2 separate regions of the Sus scrofa genome follow, and region 1 is linked to region 2. Evidence: chromatin contacts called from public HiChIP or PLAC-seq data. All regions are on one chromosome and are shown on one strand. The core of a region is the stretch at or near the end of the contact, and the rest is flanking DNA. Distances in the headings are between cores, read along the strand shown. Region 1 has its middle 99 kb from the start of PKIA. Region 2 has its middle 31 kb from the start of IL7.

Evidence for each region. HiChIP or PLAC-seq counts read pairs in DNA pulled down with a chosen protein or histone mark.
Region 1: a contact with region 2 is called in an H3K27ac HiChIP or PLAC-seq map of alveolar macrophages. The contact joins two enhancer-like sites. A contact is called at or near these places in 1 of 47 Hi-C or Micro-C datasets (embryonic fibroblasts) and 1 of 2 datasets of contacts at active chromatin or transcription factors (alveolar macrophages).

The regions. Positions count from the first base shown.
Region 1 is chr4:57,974,997-57,981,365 of Sscrofa11.1, forward strand. No RefSeq gene overlaps it. Among named protein-coding and RNA genes, the nearest start is that of PKIA, 99 kb to the left of the region's middle. Within about 2 kb of position 2,890, at least 71 of the 83 cell types and tissues checked have an H3K27ac peak or open chromatin away from gene starts, as enhancers often do. A contact at or near this core is called in alveolar macrophages, where this site is marked.
Region 2 is chr4:57,651,137-57,657,709 of Sscrofa11.1, forward strand. No RefSeq gene overlaps it. Among named protein-coding and RNA genes, the nearest start is that of IL7, 31 kb to the right of the region's middle. Within about 2 kb of position 3,060, at least 3 of the 83 cell types and tissues checked have an H3K27ac peak or open chromatin away from gene starts, as enhancers often do. A contact at or near this core is called in alveolar macrophages, where this site is marked.

The sequences.
Region 1 (6,369 bases), core at 1,640-4,139, 320 kb after region 2:
ATTTAGAAACTTGCCTCAGAAATTGTTTAAATATAATAAAGCCCAGATGCAGAAATCCTTTAAATTTAATTATCATATTCAGTTGTACTGAAACAAGAAATTAAATTTTCTATCTTGTTTTCTTTCTTCCCAAAAAGGCTTCTCCAACCCTCATCCATAACTTCATGCATCCTCACCTGTAAAATCACTGGCAGTTATGACACCAGCTTAGGCAGCACCAATCTCCTAATCCTGACCCATTTCCTATCAAAGAATTCAGTTTTTCCAGAAACCAAGTAATAGACGCTGTCAATTTCTTACCATCATTAGGATATATTCACGTCTTATACTTCAGTATAAAGACAGTTTTTAAAATTACAGAAATTCTTATAGTACTTAAGGTCAGTTGCACTAATCTGTATGCTGTATGTCACATACTTTGGGCTACTTTCTTAAAAATGAATTATTATTTTAACATGTTTCTCACTCTCACTTATTATCAGAATAATTATTCCTATGGTTGAATATTTTATGATTAGGCCAGAAAGGTGGTAGAATAAAGGGTTTTGCTGTTCTCCTTTGTTCCCCTAGTTGGTGTGCCAGAGTCAAATTTTTGGAATTCTGAAATTTAACATTTCAAACACAAACTACATTCAACAGATAATAATAACAACAAAAACAAGCCAAAAAAAAAAAAAAAATTTGACCCAGAGGTTTTCATGGTCCAGGAAAACAGTTCCTGGAATGGGCCACTTGGAATAGGATTTGCCCACTCCCTCCACTCCTTCTGCCCCAAATACTGACGGTAGAGACAAAGAAACCAATTCCAGTCTTTTCAAAGTGTATTTATAAATTGAGAATTTATCACCAAAAACCAATAATGATGTATAATAGAATGAACATGATTTTGCAGAACCAATATCTTCGTCTAAAAACAATATTTAAAAAAGCAGAGCTAATATTTTTCGCTATAAACCCTGCCCCGCTTTTCCACTGATTTCCTATTTCAATTTGCTAAAATAAAACTGCTCAGCTTTTGAGTCCAATTGACTCTTTCATTGCAAATGTAAAGATAACAAATCTCCTTTTAAATAGAATGGTGGCACACAGAACACCACACAGTCTGGCTTATTGCAACTGTTCTCCGTTGGTGAAGTGGCACATTTGCAATCCCCACCACAGCCATCTTAACCATTTCACAGAATAACATTCACATGTACATCCCTCCGTGGGCAACAGGAAGAGGCAGGAGCTTGGCAGCAAGGCACTTGTGTGGGGAAATCCTAGGTTAGAACCCTTAAAAGGGGAGACTAACTTGAGGATGCTCAAATATCCTGAAGTTTAAATTGGGCCAGCTCCCCTGGCTTTCTGACTGCCTGTGGGGAAAGCCTCTCTGGAAACTCTTTGGAGGTTATTGAGGAATCCTAGGACAAATGCACTGCTTGCTTTTGAGGGAGGGCTTGCCTCATACTCTACCAAGCTAGATATCTCACAACCCAGATGGATTTAAAAAGATCCAAGTAAATACTGGATAGACTGACACTCACATTTCTACTTCCACCTACTCCCATGCACAGGGAGCAAAATACGTAGGTATGGACCGCTTTCTCACACCCCAACAGTTTCTGCTGTCCTCGAAAGCTGGCCAGTAGCCACAGGCGCTACAATGGAGTTATCAGAAACCATATCGGTAATAGGCTTAAAGGATTTTTCATACCATGTATTAGGGTGACGGACACAGGTAACAGCTCAAACGCGGTGAAGAGCAATGCCCTTTCTGGGTCCTTGACAAAATCAGTCATGGAACAGAGGTGGTGGACAGGAGCTGAAAAGAGTGGCGTGGGAAGGGGCACAGCATGGGAGGGGGGGTAATCAATGACATGATTGACAAGAGAAGATGGTAAATTGAAAGGAGAAGTAGAGACAAGTGCTGCTAACCCAAGCTGAACTCCAAGAGATAAGTTTCTCCTCTAATGTGAGACTCCTTCTAAAGGTTCCATTGAAGTGGCTGTTTGACATTGAAATGTGCACAACCCCATTCTGATAACTGGAAAGGGAGAGGGTAGAGGAAGGAGGAAGAAGAAGGAAGATTCCTGATTACTTCTCCAGGCTGCTGCCAAGGACCTGCTGCTCCCAAAGCAGAAATTAACCAAGTGAAGGTTGAAGGTAGCAGCGTAAATGTGCAGCTCAAAAATTATTTTACATTTTGAATCCTCTTCAATGTCTAAGCGAGTCTGGCTTTGCAATGGTTGATTATCTTTAAAGAGTATAAAGGCTGACCGCCTTCTTTGTTTGCCCAGTAACACCGCTCCTCCAATCTCAGGCACTTGGCTGATTAACATTTCAATTCCAGTTGTTGCTCCCTTTCCCACTGCAGAATGCAGGAGGGACATTCCCCTTCTTCCCTCTGTATTACAAACCCCATTATTAACCGAGCGGAAAGCACCGCGCAGTGTGGCCGAGGCTAATAATAGCGGGGCTGCTTACCTTCTCCGGATCAAGTCAGCGCATGTCCCCAGCGCCCACTGCCCCGGGGCCGCAGTGCCACCGCGCCGGGCCGGTACGTGGTCAGCTCCACCGGCCCCCACCCCACCTGCCAGCTGCAGCAGCTGCTCCCGCCGCCAAGCTCCGGCCGCATGAAGTCATCCCCCGCCCCGGGCCGGATCGCCACATTCCGCGCCAGCCGCGGGGGGAGAGGGACATCTCCCGGCTGCAGGGACTGGCTCCTGGAAATTGTGACCGACGACCGCTACCCTTCCCGCTTTTAGGATAATTTTCTATTAATGCTTTTACCGAGGACGCGTCGCTGGACGGGAGACCGAGAGAGAAGAGCCAGAGAGACTTTCTCTGCATAGCGCCTTTCCGCCGAGCGCTCCCCTGTCCCTCCCGCGGCATGGACAGCTCCATTCTGCTGTGTGGGTTTCCCACCCTCTTCATCTTCCTTATCAGTATTGTTCATTTCGCTAAATTTGAGAGTGGAATTAGCTTTTAAGATAAACATTCAGATACTCCGAAAATGTTTTAAATTGGCAACCAGTTTTTCCAAACCTCTTGTATCAGGCTCTACTTTCTCCCAAGGCGGGCGCGCGCGTACACACACACACACACACACACACGTACACGCACAACCAAACCACTCACAATTATGAAAGCTGGGACCTCTCGCCCTCTTGCCTACGTAATGGAACAGGAAACTCCCAAGGGAGTGGAGAAGTAGACCCACTAGAGAAAGCATTCAAGGAAAGAGACAGGGGTAGCCCCAGTATTTTGTTGCTGTTTAGCGGAGTACTTAGTGGACAGATGTTCCCCCTCTAACACCCCCCTCGCCCCGCCCCATTTGAGAAGCCTGCTCTGGTGACAGCTATAACATTTGGAAACAAAGAAGCTGAATCCACAAGAACAGATGGCTGTATCTCTTCCTTCCCGGAAGAATTTACCAGAATTGGCTTTAGGAATAATATAAGCACATACCCATATAAGCCCTTTCCTTCTCTCTTTAATTTGGCACCAGCTATTAACAGTTCTCTTTCTCTCCCTTTCTCCCTCCTTCCCTTTCTTCGCCTCCTAAACTGATTAGATCAGCGTTTCGGGGATTTAAGGGGTGAAAAGGCCAAGGATGTGCTCTCTTTGCAGTTTAACCGGGGTTTCTTTTCCTAATATAGAGCCATTCCCAAGTAGAGAGGCTCTTTGACACTAGGGTTCTGCATGAGGAAAGCTCTCACATTCAGAGTGCTTTTGGAATCGCCCATCACTAACTAGGTCCAGGTCAGCTTTACTCTTGAATTTGTCCAGCCATCTAAACAGTATAATTGCACAAAGCCAGGACAGTACTTTCGATCTATGAAGAGTTCCCAACCCTCCGCTTAGCAGTTCCAGACTGGGAGGTAGTGTAGCAAACAGAGCTCCAGCAGGACTCCGTAAGAATTCTTGACCCTAGAATGCATGCTTTTTGAAAGGTGGAATAATCACGTATTCATCTTTCATAAAGTTAGGCCATAAATATCACCAAAGCACAGGGGATCCTTCATATATATTAAAGGGTATGTGGAATCGGGAATAGGAATATTACATCTTTAATTTCACTAACTTCTAATTGAAATTTAGCATTTAGCATTTCCTTTAAACACAAATGCAGACAACAAACCACAATAATATTAGCAGTACCTGTGACTTTATCACTAATAGATGTCACAGATAATTTCCTATTGCAGTTTTTATAGCTATCTCAAAATACCACTACTCTGTTACAATCAAGTCATCATTACCTTTTTTGTTTTATTTAATAAAGACTATATATTTTGAGAATGCTTTTAGATATACAAAAAAAATTAAGGGGAAAGTACAGGGAATTCTCAGATATCCCATTCCCAATTTCCTCAGTATTTTGGTACCTTTATTACAATTAATGAGCCAATATTAGTATAATAACATTAACCAAAGTCTGTATTTTATTCAGATTTCCTTGGCTTTTACCTTATGTCCTTAAAACTGTTCCAGGCTTCCATGCAGGACACCTTGTCACTTTTGGTTATCAAGTCCCCTTAGGTTCCTCTGGGCTATAGTAAGTTCTTAGGCTTTTCTTGTTTTTGATAACCTTGACAGTTTTGAGGAGTAGTGGTCAAATACTTTGTAGCATACCTCACTAATGCAATCTGTCTAATGCTTTTCTCATGATAAGACTGGGCTTATGGTTTACTGGGAGGACAATCACAGATATAGTGTCATTTTTATGAGGTCATATCAAGGGTATATACTATCATTGTGATTTGACTCTTGATGTTGACCTTGATAACCTGGCTGAGGTAGTGTCTCAGATTTCTCCACTGTAAAGTTGCTTCTCCACCCTTCCTTCCACACTTCACTTATTGGAAGAAAATCACCATGGGAAGTCCACATCCAAGGACTGGAGATTTATTCTCCACCTCCTTAAGGAGAGAGTAGGCACAGAAAGTATTTGGAATTCTTCTGCATAGGAGATTTGTCTATTTCCCCCCAAATATGAACATATTCTATTATTTATATCAATATAGACTCATGGATATTTATTTTATACTTGATGTTATAATCCAATACCATTTTATTTTGTTGTTCAAATTGTTGCAGCTTTGGCTATTGGGAGCTTTGTCTGTGGGCCACTTACGCTTCTTTGACAAACATCCTTTGTTGTGTGTGTGTGTGTCTGTGTGTATGTGTGTGTACATGAGTTTAGAAATGGAAAAAGAAGATGTTTAATCTTTTCTTTCAATTTGTATGAAGCAGCGGGGATTAAGTGTGTTGAATTGGGACATGACCATCACATATTGTATTGTCCTTCCTGGCATAGTTTTTATTCTGTGATGCCAGAATCACTGAAGGCATAGACAGTTTCTCACGATAATTTCCTTTCTCTATCACAGTACTTTTACCAGGTTTTCTTTGCTCACGGAAGACAATCAGTGTTGATGGTGCTAAGGAAAAAACAAAAATTAAAGATATTAAATGGCAGGAATTACTGTTTCAGATATCACAACATGGCAAGAGGCATAGGGGAAATAGAAAGAAAAAGAAAGAAAATGAAATGACATTACATCAACATATAGTGCTTGAATCTGTCTGCTTGGACCTTGACATACACCAGTCTGACAGATAATTTAATTTAATGAGTCGTGGCTAGGGTGAGGTGAAATAGATTGATTTTTTAATCTATGACTTTTCATTGCAAAAACATTTTTTTAAAATCATTCTTTGGATCATGACTTTGAGGTCTGCAATGCTTCCTTTCTGATATTCTGGAATTACAGATCCAATGCCCTAATGATATTATGAGTCTCCACAATGGCAATATGAAACCTGAGCCAGAGGCCCTGGGTGCCTAAAGATGTCAGCCTTAGAACCACTCCTTTGGGTTAAGGAGTCCTTCCAGAAAGGGCTCATTTAAATGCAAATACACCATCAGGAGAGTTAAATGTGTATCCAGTATCTCATTAGCAGCCATTAGCAATTTAGCAGAAATTAGCTTCCCAGATTTATTATGGAGAGGAGTTGTCAGGGTGATTTGGCCCATGCATTTGTCATCCACTGACTGCCAGGTCCCCTGCCCTCGTCACTATATAGGGGTCTGCCTAAAGCTGGGAACTTAGTTTACTTGGTGCATGACAAATCAATACTGTTTTATATAATTTTGAATTACAAGAAAGGGTAGAGGGAGAATTTCTATACTAATAATACGTGTGTGCTCGCGCGCGCATGTGTGTGTGTGTGTGTGTGTGTGTGTGTGATAGCTGCTCAGCTTAGGTTGATTAATCATGCCGTACAGAAATCTTGAATTTTATGGCAAATATCTACTCATTCAATGTGGTCAGCATACACAAAATATGCACAAATGTAGTTTAGGGATAACAAAGCTATAGT
Region 2 (6,573 bases), core at 1,810-4,309:
TGATGAGGATGAAGGAGGGGAAGGGGGTCGAAATGCTCAGTAAGAAAAATATATAGAAATAATTTATTTTACTGCATTTAAAAGAGAAAGAGAAGGAAAGAAAAAAAGAAGACATTTGGGGCTTGGAGAATTCCTATACATCCCATTTTCCTACATAGGAATGTAGACACAGTGGGTAGACACAGGAAGTACCATAACCACAGTATGAAAGCATGGCATTCCCCACTATCACACCAGCCTGGAAACATTGAGTGAAACTAGTGCCCCACAGAGCCCACTTTAGGAAAGCTTCATGACCTCATTTAAATGTCATAGCTAAGTTAACAGCAAATAAGAGGCTCTGTGTGTGTGTGTGTGTGTGTGTGTGTGTGTGTAAGATTTCCCCAAAGTTTTATTATTCAAGTTCTTGGATATAATTTTTACATGCATCTGCAAAGGATCTAGTAATAGAAGTCACTATATCTTAACCCTGGTTGCCTATTACAATCACCTGAGGAACTTTGAAAAAAATCTGCATCTTATACCCAGAGACTCTGGTAATAATGTTCCAGGATAAGGCCCAAACACTAATATGTCTGCAAGTACCAAGATCATCAAGTTGCAAACTCAACCTAAACAGCCAAAGGACACCTCCTTTCCTCTTGGTTTTCTTCCCATCCCCCTTTCTCTTCTTGTCCAATGTTGTGGTTGAGGAAATGTCATTATTTCTTTCCTTTGCTAAGAGCTTGTCCAAAGGGGCAAGAGTAGGGGTAACAAAAAGAAATAAAAGCAAAGAGAGAGAGGAGGGACCCAACCACTTTTCTTGACTGGCCCCTCCCCACATGCCATGGTTCTAAGCCCTCAGGCGAATCCTCCTATGAGTCCCATGTGTGGCTTGAGAGTCAGCAGAATAAGGCATCCCAATGATGTGTTTGTAAATTGAAGGTTGATCAATTTTTTAAATACTTCCAAGAGAGAAAACTATTTGTGTATACACAGGAAATAAATATATGTGTGTCTGTGTGTGTGTATAATAGTAAGCACTGGAACTCTGCTTCTTGGCCTGCTATGCCCAATAAAACAAAACAAACAAACAAACAACAACAACAACAACAAACTACTGAATCTCCTGGGAAGAGTGTAATGTACACCTATAGAGCCTCTGCTCTTCAATTTGACCAAGTCTAGTCTTCAGGACAATTTCTTAAAGGAGCCCCACCGTGACTTCTGGATGTAGAGATTATGGGTTAAACAGTGGTGCCAGGAAGCATCTGCCAGGGCTTAGCCTTGGTCATTGATCTTTCTAAGCCTAGGACCCAACTGTCTCCTAAAGTGCTGATTTCCCATTCCTAGTCTGGCCTGTTCTACCTAATTTTCTTGGTTTCCTTCCAGGACTGGAAGGCTTTTCTGGACTCTTGGTCATGTGGCTGAGTTCCGGGATCATGTGTCATTCTTGCCAGTCCTTTCCTTTGTGTGTCTGAACCAAAGCTTGGCTCTCTAGGAAAGGCACTTGTCACCTGGGCTCCAAGCTTCCATCCACAACAGGAATCATACCAGTCCTGCCCTACCCATAGGTCTGTAGAGTTTGGTATGCACACCTCCAGGATTAGCAATGAGATAGAATCAACACCATCTGACTTCTCTCCACTGAGCCAGCCCCAAGAGCAAGAGGAGTGTCCCCAGCCCAGCTTTGGCTCACTTTTCAGCTTCCAACAAAACCTCAGCCAAGCCTAATGCCTTTTAGGATACCTGCATCCAAGCGTATAACTAAACTCTCTACCACAAAAACATTGAGAGCAAGTCTAAGAAAAACATTCTGTAAACTTTAAAATCCCATGCACATTATGTATTAACAATAATTAGCATTGCATTTCCATTAATAGAGTAGTGATATCAGACATACCATATATAAATAAGATCTGTAAGTTTTCCTGAGATGCTGAGTACCATGGTGAGGGTTGTTTCAACAGACAACATGCATTGAATTCTAAAGCATCTATTGGCATATTTGGCACCCCAAATATCTAGTTTCACTACAAAGTCAGCAGCCCTTGGTGGACATAGATAAAATGTGTTTTGCTGGCAACATGATTTCCAATAGGCATTTTGAATAACAAGACCTGGTCATCTATTTTATATTTTTACTGCATCCAAAAGAATATGAGCCAGCCAGGATAAATAAGGGGGAATTCAGTGTAGAGAACAAAAAAAGTCTATATGGCTTTGTGTTTCTGGTGCTATCCGCAAGGGAGCATGCCCTGAAGAAATCTCCCCAAAAGAAGTTGTGCCATGTCACAATTTTATATACTCAAGTACCAAGATGCAGGCACAGTGCACTTGTTCTTGATTTAGATACCCTTGGTTACCAGAAAGGCAGAACCAGTCTGTGTATAATCATAAAATCTGCAGCATTGTGACCATGTAGAAAAGTCACTATGCTCTTTGCATTTAAATGCTGAGGTTGGCTTCTCTTCCCTGGGTCTGTGTGCTCAATATCTATTTGGCAGGAAGTTTTGATTTCATCTGCTTGGACCATTAGTTCCAGCCAGCTTATAGCCTCTTCTCCTCTATGAAATTCTTTAGCACCAAAAGAAAAATCTAAGGTGGCAAAGTGAAGCCATAGTTAACATCCTTTTATGCACATAAACATTGCCCTTAAAACATGTATATTCCACTCACAGCGAAATCATGGTAGCCAAGCAGTTGCCTTCATCCTGTGTTATTCAAAAGAATATTTGCATAAGCTTCCAGCTATCTCTTAAATCATGTTTCTGTCAAGACCTATTACATTCAGTCACAAAGTATGATTCATTCTCTATTATCCAGCCTCATGTGATTAAATCCATGACTCAGCAAAATTTCAAGCCACTGTATCATACACTTTGGAAACTGTTCTTCATTTACTAAAATGATGAACGTTCACTCTTCCCAGGCCCGGGGTCTTCCACTTAAGCTCTCCAATCTTTACATGCTCTCCCCACAAGCCACAGACCAATGACACAGACAATCCATCCCCAGGGCGATGCCCAAGAGATTGGCCAGAGCTCTTCCCCTTTCTCTCCCACTTAAGAAATCATGTCAAAAATCAAGTGAATGACAACAATGTTCTGATAAGTATAACCTGAAACACAGTCTGAACTGCCCTGAAAAAACTATATAACATCATATCCTAGGAAATAGTAAGAACCGGCAACCTATTTCACAATGAAGCTCAACACGTCAGTGTATTACAAGAGCATATTTGAAAAATGCTGGTCCATAGTGCTGGTTCATTGTCTGGCAATGGGATTTTTACAACACTTTATATGCGTTGCTTCATCCGGTTTTCACAATATTCCTGGGAAGTAAGAGAGAAACACATTATTTCCCGCATATTAAAAGTTTTATATATATGAGCATGAGTCAAGTAAGCAGTTACAAATTGCACATCATGGGCATTGAAGCTTTTGCTGTATGAACAGAGGGAAGAAAGGAAGAGAGAGGGAGGGGAAATGAAGGATGTTTTAGGATTAAGCTTGCAAGGCTTCATACAAAAGACTTTTCTTCTTCTTCGCCTACAATTAGGAAATGAGGCTGCTAGAACAGTGTTTCACAGAGTCTGTTCGACAGATTTATTTTTCCTCCATGATACTTTATAGGAAAAAAAAAAAAGGTACTGAATTCAAATAAGTTCTGGGAAACACTGCATACTATGTCTGTCTTAGATACTCGCAAGGCCCTTTTTGCATAGTAAAGGTGCTAAAAGTCCTACAGTAAAGAATCATGTTTAATTTTCTTTTCTTTCTTTCTTTTCTATTCGGGCTTCACCTGCAGTGTATAGAATTTCCCAGGCTAGGGGTCGAAATGGAGCTGCAGCTGCCAGCCTATACCACAACCACAGCAATGCAGGATTGGAGCCACATCTGCAACCCCACAGCTTGTGGCAAACCAGATCCTTAACCCACTGAGCTAACTCAGGGATCGAACCTACATCCTCATGAATACCGGTCGGGTTCTTAACTTGCTGAGCTACAATGGCAACTCCATAATTTTCTTTCATTTGCGTTATTAACATTTATTTGCCCATGAAAAACCCTGCCTCCTGTAATTCCTATTAACATGATGTAGATCTGGGTTCTGAGGAACACACTTCGAGAACTACTGCATAAGGGGTTAACTGTCTGATAGTTCATATACTCGTGTCTTACTGATGTTTTACTCACTCACTTTTATTTGAAAGAAAAAAAATAGCCAGATGCCTTATGAGAATCCTTTATAAAGGCCTCCTTTTGGATAGAACCAAAAAATAAAAATGAGAAACAAAATGTTTATCAGTTCTGTAACTCATAAATACTGCCAGTTCACAAATCTTTGGCAGAAACCACTACCAAATGCAATAAATCTTAATTAGTGTGAAGAAAAGTATCAAAGGTTGATGAACAACTTCCCTTCCTGAAAATGTGCAGTTTCCAGAGAAGTAACTAAAGCCAATTTTGCCAATTCTCACTAAGAGTGAGTAAGTGGAGAACAGGACTGTTAGCAGAGGAGGCCTTACAAGAAACAGATTTTGGCCGCCCGAGGCTAAGCAAGTGCAGAAAATGAATACCCATGCTTTAGAATTTTATTACTGTTTGTTTAATGATAACACCCTTCTTTAAAGTAACATATTTCTCTAACATGGCAGAGAGGAAGGTAATCTCATTACCTAGAGACTCTGGAAGCAAGGGTGAGCAATTTTTACAGACTGCAAATGTGGTGATGCAAGAAACAGGGAAAAGCAAAACAAAGCAAAACACGTGGCCCCACCAAACTGAACGTCCTTAGGTGTGTAACTTATCTCCAACCTGACTTCCCACCTCTGTCTTAGTTTCCTTGGGCTGCTATGACAAAACACAATATTTTGAGTGGCTTAAACAACTGGCATTTATTTTCCCATGGTCTGTAAGCTGGCAATCAAAGATGAGGGTGCTGGCAGGGTGAGTGTCACAAAGGTTCTCCCCCACCTCACCTTCTCACTGTGCTCACAGGACTGTTCCTTGATCTGAGTGCTTTCTCCTCCTCTTCCCATAAGGCCACTAATTTCATCATGAGGGTTCCATCCTGGTGACTCTATTGAAATCTAATCACGTCCCCAACACCACCTCCAAATACCTACCACCACACTGGGAGTTCAACATACGAATTTTGAGGGAACGCAAATATTCAGCCTATGACACCTGCCTTGTGCATGCAGGTGAATAATGCAGAATCAAAGTCCTCCTTTACATACACAAAACATACACAAAATCCACCCCCAACCTGTCACCAGCAATTCACATGCAGTGGAACTCACATAACACACTCCTAGTGAGGTTTGCTGCATTTTCCCCTATCACGTAGAGAGAGCAAAACATTCAGAAATAAAGATTTCTAATGAACACGCTATGGCTATGATCTTGCCAAGGGACTCACAACAGATTAAGCATCTGGATCCAGTTGCCAATTTACAGGAAATGCAGACAATAAATATGGTGATCTGCAAAAAAATTTTATAGGTCCATTTCCCCAGGATCTTTGGGATATTTATTATAATGGAAAGAAAGCCAAGGGAAAAGAACGTGTAGATTAAAAACAGTAAAAAGTCATGTAAAGTTTTAAAAAGTGGGCATGCACTCTTGGGTGATAAAATCATAGAAAAAGCAAAGTCAGGGTAGTGGGTAATGGGTACTTTCGGAAGGAGAAGAGCCATGATTAAGATGGGAAAATAAGACAAGTAAGTCCTGGGGATGCAATGTACAGGATGGTGGCTATAGGTAATAATAATGTATCATATATCTGAAAGTTACTAGGAGAGTAGATCTTAAAAGCGCTCGTCACAAGAATAAAAAAGTGTAACTATGCGAGGTGATGGAATTTAACTAAACTTACTGTGGTAGTCATTTTACAAAGGCTGCATATATTAAATCTTTAGGTTGTACACCTAAACTAATATGATGGTGGAATTTCCACTGTGGCTCAGTGGTAACAAACTCGACTAGTATCCATGAAGAGGCAGGTTCCATCCCTGGCCTCGCTCAGTGGGTTAAGGATCCGGCATTGCCGTGAGCTATGGGTGTAAGTCACAGAGGTGGCTCATGTCTGGCGTTACTGTGGCTGTGCCATTGGCTGGTGGCTACAGCTCCAATATGACCCCTAGCGTGGGAACCTCCATGTGCTATAGGTGTGACCCTAAAATAATAAAATAAAATAAAATAAAACTAATACAATGTTATGTCATTTATACTCCAATAAAAAATAAAATTCAAAAAAACAACAAAATGAAGGGGCTTCTGGGAAGGCTGCTAAAGTTCTATTTCTTGACCTAAGTAATGGTTACGAGAGAATTCATTTTATTTCAATTACGTAAGATAGATAGGTTCTTGAGATCTAAATTGCATAGTGCCTTTAACTAATACTGGATCGTGTACCTAAAACTCGGGAGTTCTCTTGTAGTGCACCAAGTTAAGAATCAGGTGTTGTCCCTGCAGTGTATGCTCTGGTGAGGGTTCGATCCCCGGCTCAGGAATTTCTGCATGCCATGGGCACAGCCGAAAAAGTAAAAGTAAATAAATAAAACTCAGCAAGAGAGCAGATTTA